Linked DNA regions of Ovis aries: region 2 is linked to region 1. A link is a contact called in public Hi-C data. All regions are on one chromosome and are shown on one strand. Each heading gives the region's core, a stretch centred on a gene start, on an enhancer-like site or on the middle of the called end of the contact. The rest is flanking DNA. Distances are from core to core; before and after follow the strand shown.

Region 1 (3,783 bases), core at 648-3,147:
CAGTCCTTCCAGTGAACACCCAGGGCTGATCTCCTTTAGAATGGACTGGTTGGATCTCCTTGCAGTCCAAGGGACTCTCAAGAGTCTTCTCCAGCACCACAGTTCAAAAGCATGAATTCTTTGGTGCTCAGCCTTCTTCACAGTCCAACTCTCACATCCATACATGACCACAGGAAAAACCACAGCCATGACTAGACGGACCTTTGTTGGCAAGGTAATATCTCTGCTTTTTTAATATCTAGGTTGGCCATAACTTTCCTTCCAAGGAGTAAGCGTCTTTTAATTTCATGGCTGCAATCACCATCTGCAGTGATTCTGGAGCCCAAAAAAATAAAGTCTGACACTGTTTCCACATCTATTTCCCATGAAGTGATGGGACCAGATGCCAAGTCAGAGGTTAGTAAAAAACAAAACAAAACTACATTTTATAGCAAACAATATAAAACTCTCAACATCTAGTAACGTTAGAAGTTAGAAGAAACCCAACTCAGATCCTGTCAACAAGTAAACTTTCACTAACAGAAGTCCTTTAGTCTGGCTGATGTGGGTGGGAGTAGGAGGAAGAGAGTAACAACAATTGAAAATAAACTATCACTTACCAGAGGCAAGTCTGAATCTGAACTTCTGCACCCACATTTACTAAGAGACAGCATAACAATAGTTGAGAGAGTAAATTCTGCAGCCAGATTGTCTAGGTTCAAATCCTGGTTCCACTACTGGCAAGCTCCCTTACCCTACACTGCCTCAGTTTTTATATCTATAAAATAATGGTACCTACCTCATAGATTTATTAAGAGGATTAAATGAGTTAATATTGACAAATGGCTAAGAAAAGTGTCTGGCTTACAAAGGCTTAATATATATATAAACTGACATAACCTTCAACAAGTAACTTAACCTCTCTCAGCAGCAGATGTCTTAGGAGAAATTACTATTATTATATCAGGACTTTGTGAATTATAACGTGATATATAAATACTAAATTATTAAGCACATAAAACAGGAAAACATTAAATATAAAACAATGAAAAAGCATTTATAGAAAAATATAATCTTGCTTATTGCAATTCTATCAATAAATTTTTCTGAACAGTGAGTGAGGTTGCTTTTAAACTCAACTCTTTGGCATTCTGAGTCAATCACTCCATCTACCTTATTTTAAATAATTTCTGAGGGAGACTCTTATAAAAATATATTATGCAATACCCTGTCCTAGTATTGAGTCTCTGAAAATGAAGACTACCTTCCTTTCCAAAGTGACTGAGTACCTACACATCATTCACCTCCTAAATATACTCTCTCCTCCCATTTATACCCTCTTCTTTTCGGCCCTCAAATTGACCTGAGGCTTATTTAAAAAAACAGGAAGACACTAAGAAGAAAAACCAAATGCTTTGATCAAATAACCTCTTAAAGGCACAGCCAACCTTCTCACCTTCTGCTCACTTCTGCACCCGTGAAGTTTGGCTGCCGCCTCACCCTCTGCTGAAACATCTCCCTCTCCTTCCGAGACCAAACGGCCACCCCACACCCACTCTCTCCTGCAGCTCTCTGCACCGTCAGACAGAGATCCACTCAATAAACACGGACCAGGCCTCCACGCGCTCCCTAATGAAATCCTGACTCAGGCCTCTAACTTTTCCAGTAAAAGACAATCAGTTCGCCATGGGACGAAACAGAGCTGATCAGTAAACAAAGCAGGTAGCAGGTATCTGATAATCAAAGTAGGTATCAATAATCAAATCAATAATCAAAGTAGGCATCTTTTAACACTTCTGAATTAAGTCATTCAGCACATAAATCTACTAATGCATGTTTTCAGGTAGTATGTTAGACACTGGGAATACAAAACTCATCTCTGATATGCTCTTTGCCCTCCGTGAGTTTATAATTTAGCCGTAAAAACAGACAAGGCAGTTAGCAGCGTCAAGCTGACAGGGCGGTGCAGAGAATATAGCAGAAATACAGAGCAAGGGCGGGCTTCCCCAGGAGCAGCGGCTCAGTGGTTAAGAATTCGCCTGCCCACGTAGGAGACGTGGGTTCAGTCCCTGGGTTGGGGAGATCCTCTGGAGAAGGCAACGGCAACCCACTCCAGTATGCTCACCTGGGAAATCCCACGGACAGAGGAGCATGGTGGGCTACAGTCCACGCGGTCACAAAGAGTCAGACATGCCTTGGTGACTGAACAGCAGCAGCAGAGGGGCATCTAAGTCAGACTCTGTGCGACAGTGATGAGGCGCCTGGAAAGGCTTGAGAGATGGTCAACAGCGGAGATGAGCGGTGCAGGACTCCTTCGTCAGGCTGTCCATACAAGAGCAAAGAGTGCTCTCAAGCCCTTCCATACTCAGAGAAGACCACCAATATGGACAGTGAATACATCACTGATTCCGCTCAGGAAAGTTTGTGGAGAGTGAGTCTCAAGAGATGAGCCCTTAAGGGAGCGAGAAAGCAGCTGCCCCTAAAGAGTACTGAGAAAGCCACTGAGCACCAGTGCATTTTCATCAGGGAAGGACTCCCACTCTGGAAGAACTGCTCTAACAGTGTTGTGAGGGGAGCCTGACAGTGGGCTAGGCTGGAAAGGGACTAAAAACAGAGGAAGCAGCAGAGATAGTAAGTCCAGAATCTGTAATAACTGGTGGACTAATCAGATGCAGGGATAAAAGAGATTACTTTTCACCATCTCCAATATCACCTTCTTCTCCAAGCTTCATGATTTCTCACCTAGACTGCAGCACGTGGTCTCCCGGCCCCGCCTCTCGACTCCTCCTCTCACGTCTTATGCCTGCGTGCCCTCACATCCATCCCCGATCCAGGGTCAGAGCGAGCTTTCCAAAGCAGGATCATCGCAAAAGCTCTTTCAGTCTCCAAAGGTCTCTCATTCTAACTCCAAAACACCCAAACTCAAACCTGGTTCCATGTGGCCTGCTGCCCCTGCAACTCGCACCTCTCTCCTCCTCTTTGCACTTTTGTTTTCCCTGCTCCATCTGACAGTCCCTCAGCTACCTTCTCAGCCTCAGGTCTCCACTCAAATATAACCCATCCAAAAAGAATCTCGTTAGCCCAGGCACAGAAAGAGCCCCACTCCTTCAACTCTACCCCCTCGCCCTATTTTATCTTTCCTAGTAATTCTCATTTATGTTCAGTTATTCTACCCTCTTACTTCTATCTCCAACCTTGTATCTACCTCCAAGGGCAGAAATTATCTTATTCATTCCCAGAACCCAGGCTAAAGCCTGACTGAGCGAAAGCCCCCCAAAATTATTACTGACCAATTAAGACAGAGCTCAGAAAATAGATGCTGGAGGTAAATGCTTGCATGACATCCCATAAGCAGGAGCTCAGGAACCAACTGAAGCCACCTGCTGCGACAGGTGGTCTTTCACGCAGGAAAGGCCACTGGCATACAATTAGCAGTACAGATAGCACCTAGGGAACAGCAATATTGAAAGGCGGAACAGTAGATGTGGACTGTGCACAGAATTGAAAAAAAAACAAAAGTTTAAGAATTTGAAGGAGAAAAAGAGTTGCTCAGCCCAGCAAGTACTCCAGTAAGATCCGTAAGAGAGAAAACAGTTTACTAGACTACAGGGATGCCACCAGGCCCTCAGCAAGGGCAATTTTACTGGAGCGGGAGGCCCAGAGGCCAAGCTTCAGAAGCAAATCAACATCCAGAAACCTCTTCAGATGCCTGATAATAAAGCAAAAGAGATGCAGTCTTAAAGGGAGGGGTGCGCAGCTTTGTACATTCAGACGGAAGAGACCTGAATGTGCTTTCAGGCAGGA
Region 2 (3,783 bases), core at 504-3,003, 210 kb after region 1:
TTAGAGGCATGGTCTTGGAATCTGCACCTTAAGTAACTCTTCCACTGGCTTAGAGAGGCAAGTCCGTATTCAATTCATCTCCTGTCTTAGAACCTAGCATAGGGCTTCACTCAGAGCAGTCACTTAATAAAGGTCAGGCTGATTAATTAGGCTTCCGTTGTGACACAGCTGGTAAAGAATCCACCTGCAACTCGGGAGACCCGGGTTCTGTCCCTGGGTTGGGAAGATCCCCTGGAGAAGGGAAAGGCTACCCACTCCAGGATTCTGGCCTGGAGGATTCTCAAAGAGTTGAACACCACGGAGTGACTTTTATTCACTCACTCATGCTGATTAAGTATCATTCAGTTACAGAAAGACCAAGTATTGCTTTTGTAGGAGAGCACCAGTGTTTTCAATTCCAGCACTTGGAGAATTTTACACAAAGAAGGTCTCATCAGCAGCTGGACCACGGACCTTTTTGCTTCCCATTGAACATTTCACATAGAATCTCTGGATATAAAACCTTTAAGATGGTGCAATCTGTAAGGTTTCAGAAGACCTTTTCTGGCCAAAGAGTCAAAATCACAAATACACAGTGTTGTCAACTGGATATTATTCAACCTGATACTTTTTCCTGGGAATTTGATTCTTGAAATCAGAATTTAACAAATGAAATACTTTGCAGACTTGGAGGTCAGGAAGAAACAAAACACACCTAGAATGCTCATGACCAGATGGAAGCCTAAACAGTCATTTAAAAATACTAGAAAGAAGCCTTTGGCATGAAAAAATTCTGGTAATAGATATCAAAGATTAAATTATTTTACAGGGTGATCTTAATTCTTATAAAATGTATGAGTATAAATATGTCAAATCAGTGTGAGACTAAGGATAATTTATTAATTTAATGTAACTTAAATAGGCTTCTTATTCTTTTTGATTAGAAATAAAACAAAACTCTTTATCTTATCTGCAAATGCTTTTCTCCCTTAGCTTAGGATCCCAGGAATCACTGATTGCTTTCTCCCACTCGTTGCATCATGGGTCAAGATGCTAAATTCTGTCAGGTCTACCTAGCAAATGCATCTAACCACTGTCTTCTCCTTCCTATCTCTACTATCAACATTTTCAGTGTAAACGTTTAAAGTAGCTTCCTCTATAGTTTCTCTGCTTCACGTCTCATTTCTTCAATGTGTCTTTCACAATACCAGCAGAATCCTCTTCCTAAAATATGTAGCAGATCATTCCCCCTCAGCTGAAAAGTAAAAACAAACAAGAAAAAGTAGCATCTTTGAAATGCTATTTGGAAAACCCAGTGTCACATCGGAGAAGGAAATGGCAACTCTTGCCTGGAAAATTCCATGGACGGAGGAGCCTGGTAGGCTGCAATCCATGGGGTCGCAAAGAGTCGGACATGACTGAGCGACTTCACTTTCTTTCTTTCTACAGATCCTTTTGGAGAGGGAAATGGCAGCCCACTCCAATGTTCTTGCCTGGAGAATCCCATGGATGCGGGGGCCTGGAGGGCTGCAGTCTGTGGGGTTGCAAAGAGACGGACCCGACTAAGCACCTAACACACACACATACACAATGGCACGTCTTAGGGTCTCTATTTCTTACTAACAAAAAGGACGTGGGTGTTTGAAGCATGGAGCAGTAGCACCCTTCCTGAAAAGCGTCCCTCGACGGGCTGTTGCTGATGGAGACAGGTGAAGCCCTGCGTCAGGCCAGCCTCTCGTCTCGTCCCCAGTTACGCGCCTGCTCTTGCCTGGCCTCCAGCCACGCCTGAGATGACCCATCACCCCCAGGTACACAGTCTTTCCATGTCTCACTTATGCAGTGTATTCTTTCAATCTGGCGCCCACTTGAAATACTGGTTCAAATTCTACCTTCTCTGCAAAATCTTTCAAAATCAGGATTAGTCATTTCACCCTCCAGCGTCCTCCAGTTGAATGCTCAAGTCTCTATTACAGCTGTTGTGTAATTCTGTCAGCTTTTCACCCTTCGTGGACACGTCTACCTGCTCCATTAGAATGTGAGTTCTCACTGACTCAGAATCATGTTATTTACGTTTTGACTAACAAGTGATGGGGTGACCAAGTTTGTGATCCAGTTTGTGGAGGACTCTGGTAAAGAATTTTCCTGCAATGCAGGAGACCCCAGTTCAATTTCTGGGTCGGGAAGATCTGCTGGAGAAGGGATAGGCTACCTAGTATTATTGCCTGAAGTATTCCATGGACTGTATGGTCCATGGGGTCGCAAAGAGTCGGACGCTACTGAGCAACTTTCACTTCTTCATTTTAGCACCAAAAGACCTGATTCTGAGAAAACTTGTAGGGCAAACTAAGCTGTTCAGGCCCCTAAAGTACAACACAACGCAAAACCTGTAGAGGGTTATACAGTGTCCCTGAGATAGTCAAGAACTTTTGATTAGCTTTTATAAATGAATCTCTAAAGCTTTCTTCACTGTGTGGATCTTAACCTATGACTCTTGGTTGATGTTACTGTGAAGTATTGAAGATCATATATCCTTGGTTATCCTACGTTGAGAAAATTTATTTTAAAAGATTAATGAAACTTACAGCTTAAAAAATTAAATTAGTATTTTGAATATTAAAATATTTTAATCAGAGAGCTAATTTCAAAAGATAGAAGTTGAAATGCTGCGGGGAAGTGTTGAGTAGGAGGGAAGAAAAACAAAAGAATCCAAGCCTACATTACACAGTCTCTTCATTAAAATGCTATAGCATTCACTCCTTTGTTTCCCAGCACTGTGTATAATTATAGTACACAAAACCTCCAGATCTTCCTGCGATTAGGCACTCAAAAATATCCATTCCAGATTTTCAAAGCGAGTTTCACATATATGGTAATTATATCACATGAATGTACGGTTCTTGTACATTCATATTGTATTTATCATACCACTTTAAATATAGACCATTTCTAATAGGGTTGGCTTGATCATTTTCAAAATGATACCCTGGGAATTTCCTAGTAGGGCAGGAAGTAAGCCTGTTTGATGGCAGTTCAAGGAGCTAGACAGACACTTGACTTTGCAATATGTTCTAAAAGAGAAGTAAGAAAAACAGTTTCAGAACTACTGGACACCTGTCCTGCACACATACACCTTTCGTTTTGGTAATGTATCTCCAGGCACTAAAGGAAATCAGTCCTGGGTATTCATTGGAAGGACTGATGTTGAAGCTGAAACTCCAGTCCTTTGGCCACCTGATGCGAAGAGTTGACTCATTGGAGAAGACCCTAATGCTGGGAGAGATTGAAGGTGGGAGGAGAAGGGGATGACAGAGGATGAGATGGCTGGATGGCATCACAGACTCAATGGACATGGGTTTGGGTGGACTCTGGGAGTTGATGATGGACAGGGAGGCCTGGCGTGCTGCAGTTCATGGGATCGCAAAGAGTCGAATACGACTAAGACACTGAGCTCAACTCCAGGCACTGCTGGGTGCTGGCCCGTCACATGAATGGTGGGACAAACCACAGACTGTGATTCAGAAGACCTAGGCTTTGGTGTGATTCCTTTGGTCTCCGACAAGGAGATAACACTATTCATTGTAATTAACTGTGGCCAAAGACTCAGGAATAATTGTGAAAGTGACTTCCAAGTCATAAGGTTGGGGCACCATAATGGGACATTTTCAATTAGGGGTGCCCATCTGAATAACACGGGTGCCTTCCAAAATACAGGTGGGCCCCACTCCCAGGTCAACTAGGTCAGAGTCTCCTGGGACAGGGATCAGGAATATACGTACATTCTAAAGGCCCACAGAAACTTCTGAT

What was found. A called contact is a pair of places that touch in the nucleus more often than the background predicts.
Region 2: a Hi-C map of retroperitoneal adipose tissue shows a contact between it and region 1, with 4 times the contacts expected there. The contact joins two enhancer-like sites. A contact is called at or near these places in 14 of 16 Hi-C or Micro-C datasets (blood, hypothalamus, liver and 7 more).

What each region holds. Positions count from the first base shown.
Region 1 is chr9:89,283,199-89,286,981 of ARS-UI_Ramb_v3.0, forward strand. The region is part of intron 2 of WWP1 (WW domain containing E3 ubiquitin protein ligase 1); the gene reads right to left. Among named protein-coding and RNA genes, the nearest start is that of WWP1, 19 kb to the right of the region's middle. Within about 2 kb of position 1,898, at least 3 of the 54 cell types and tissues checked have an H3K27ac peak or open chromatin away from gene starts, as enhancers often do.
Region 2 is chr9:89,497,673-89,501,455 of ARS-UI_Ramb_v3.0, forward strand. The region is part of intron 2 of ATP6V0D2 (ATPase H+ transporting V0 subunit d2); the gene reads right to left. Among named protein-coding and RNA genes, the nearest start is that of ATP6V0D2, 22 kb to the right of the region's middle. Within about 2 kb of position 1,754, at least 3 of the 54 cell types and tissues checked have an H3K27ac peak or open chromatin away from gene starts, as enhancers often do.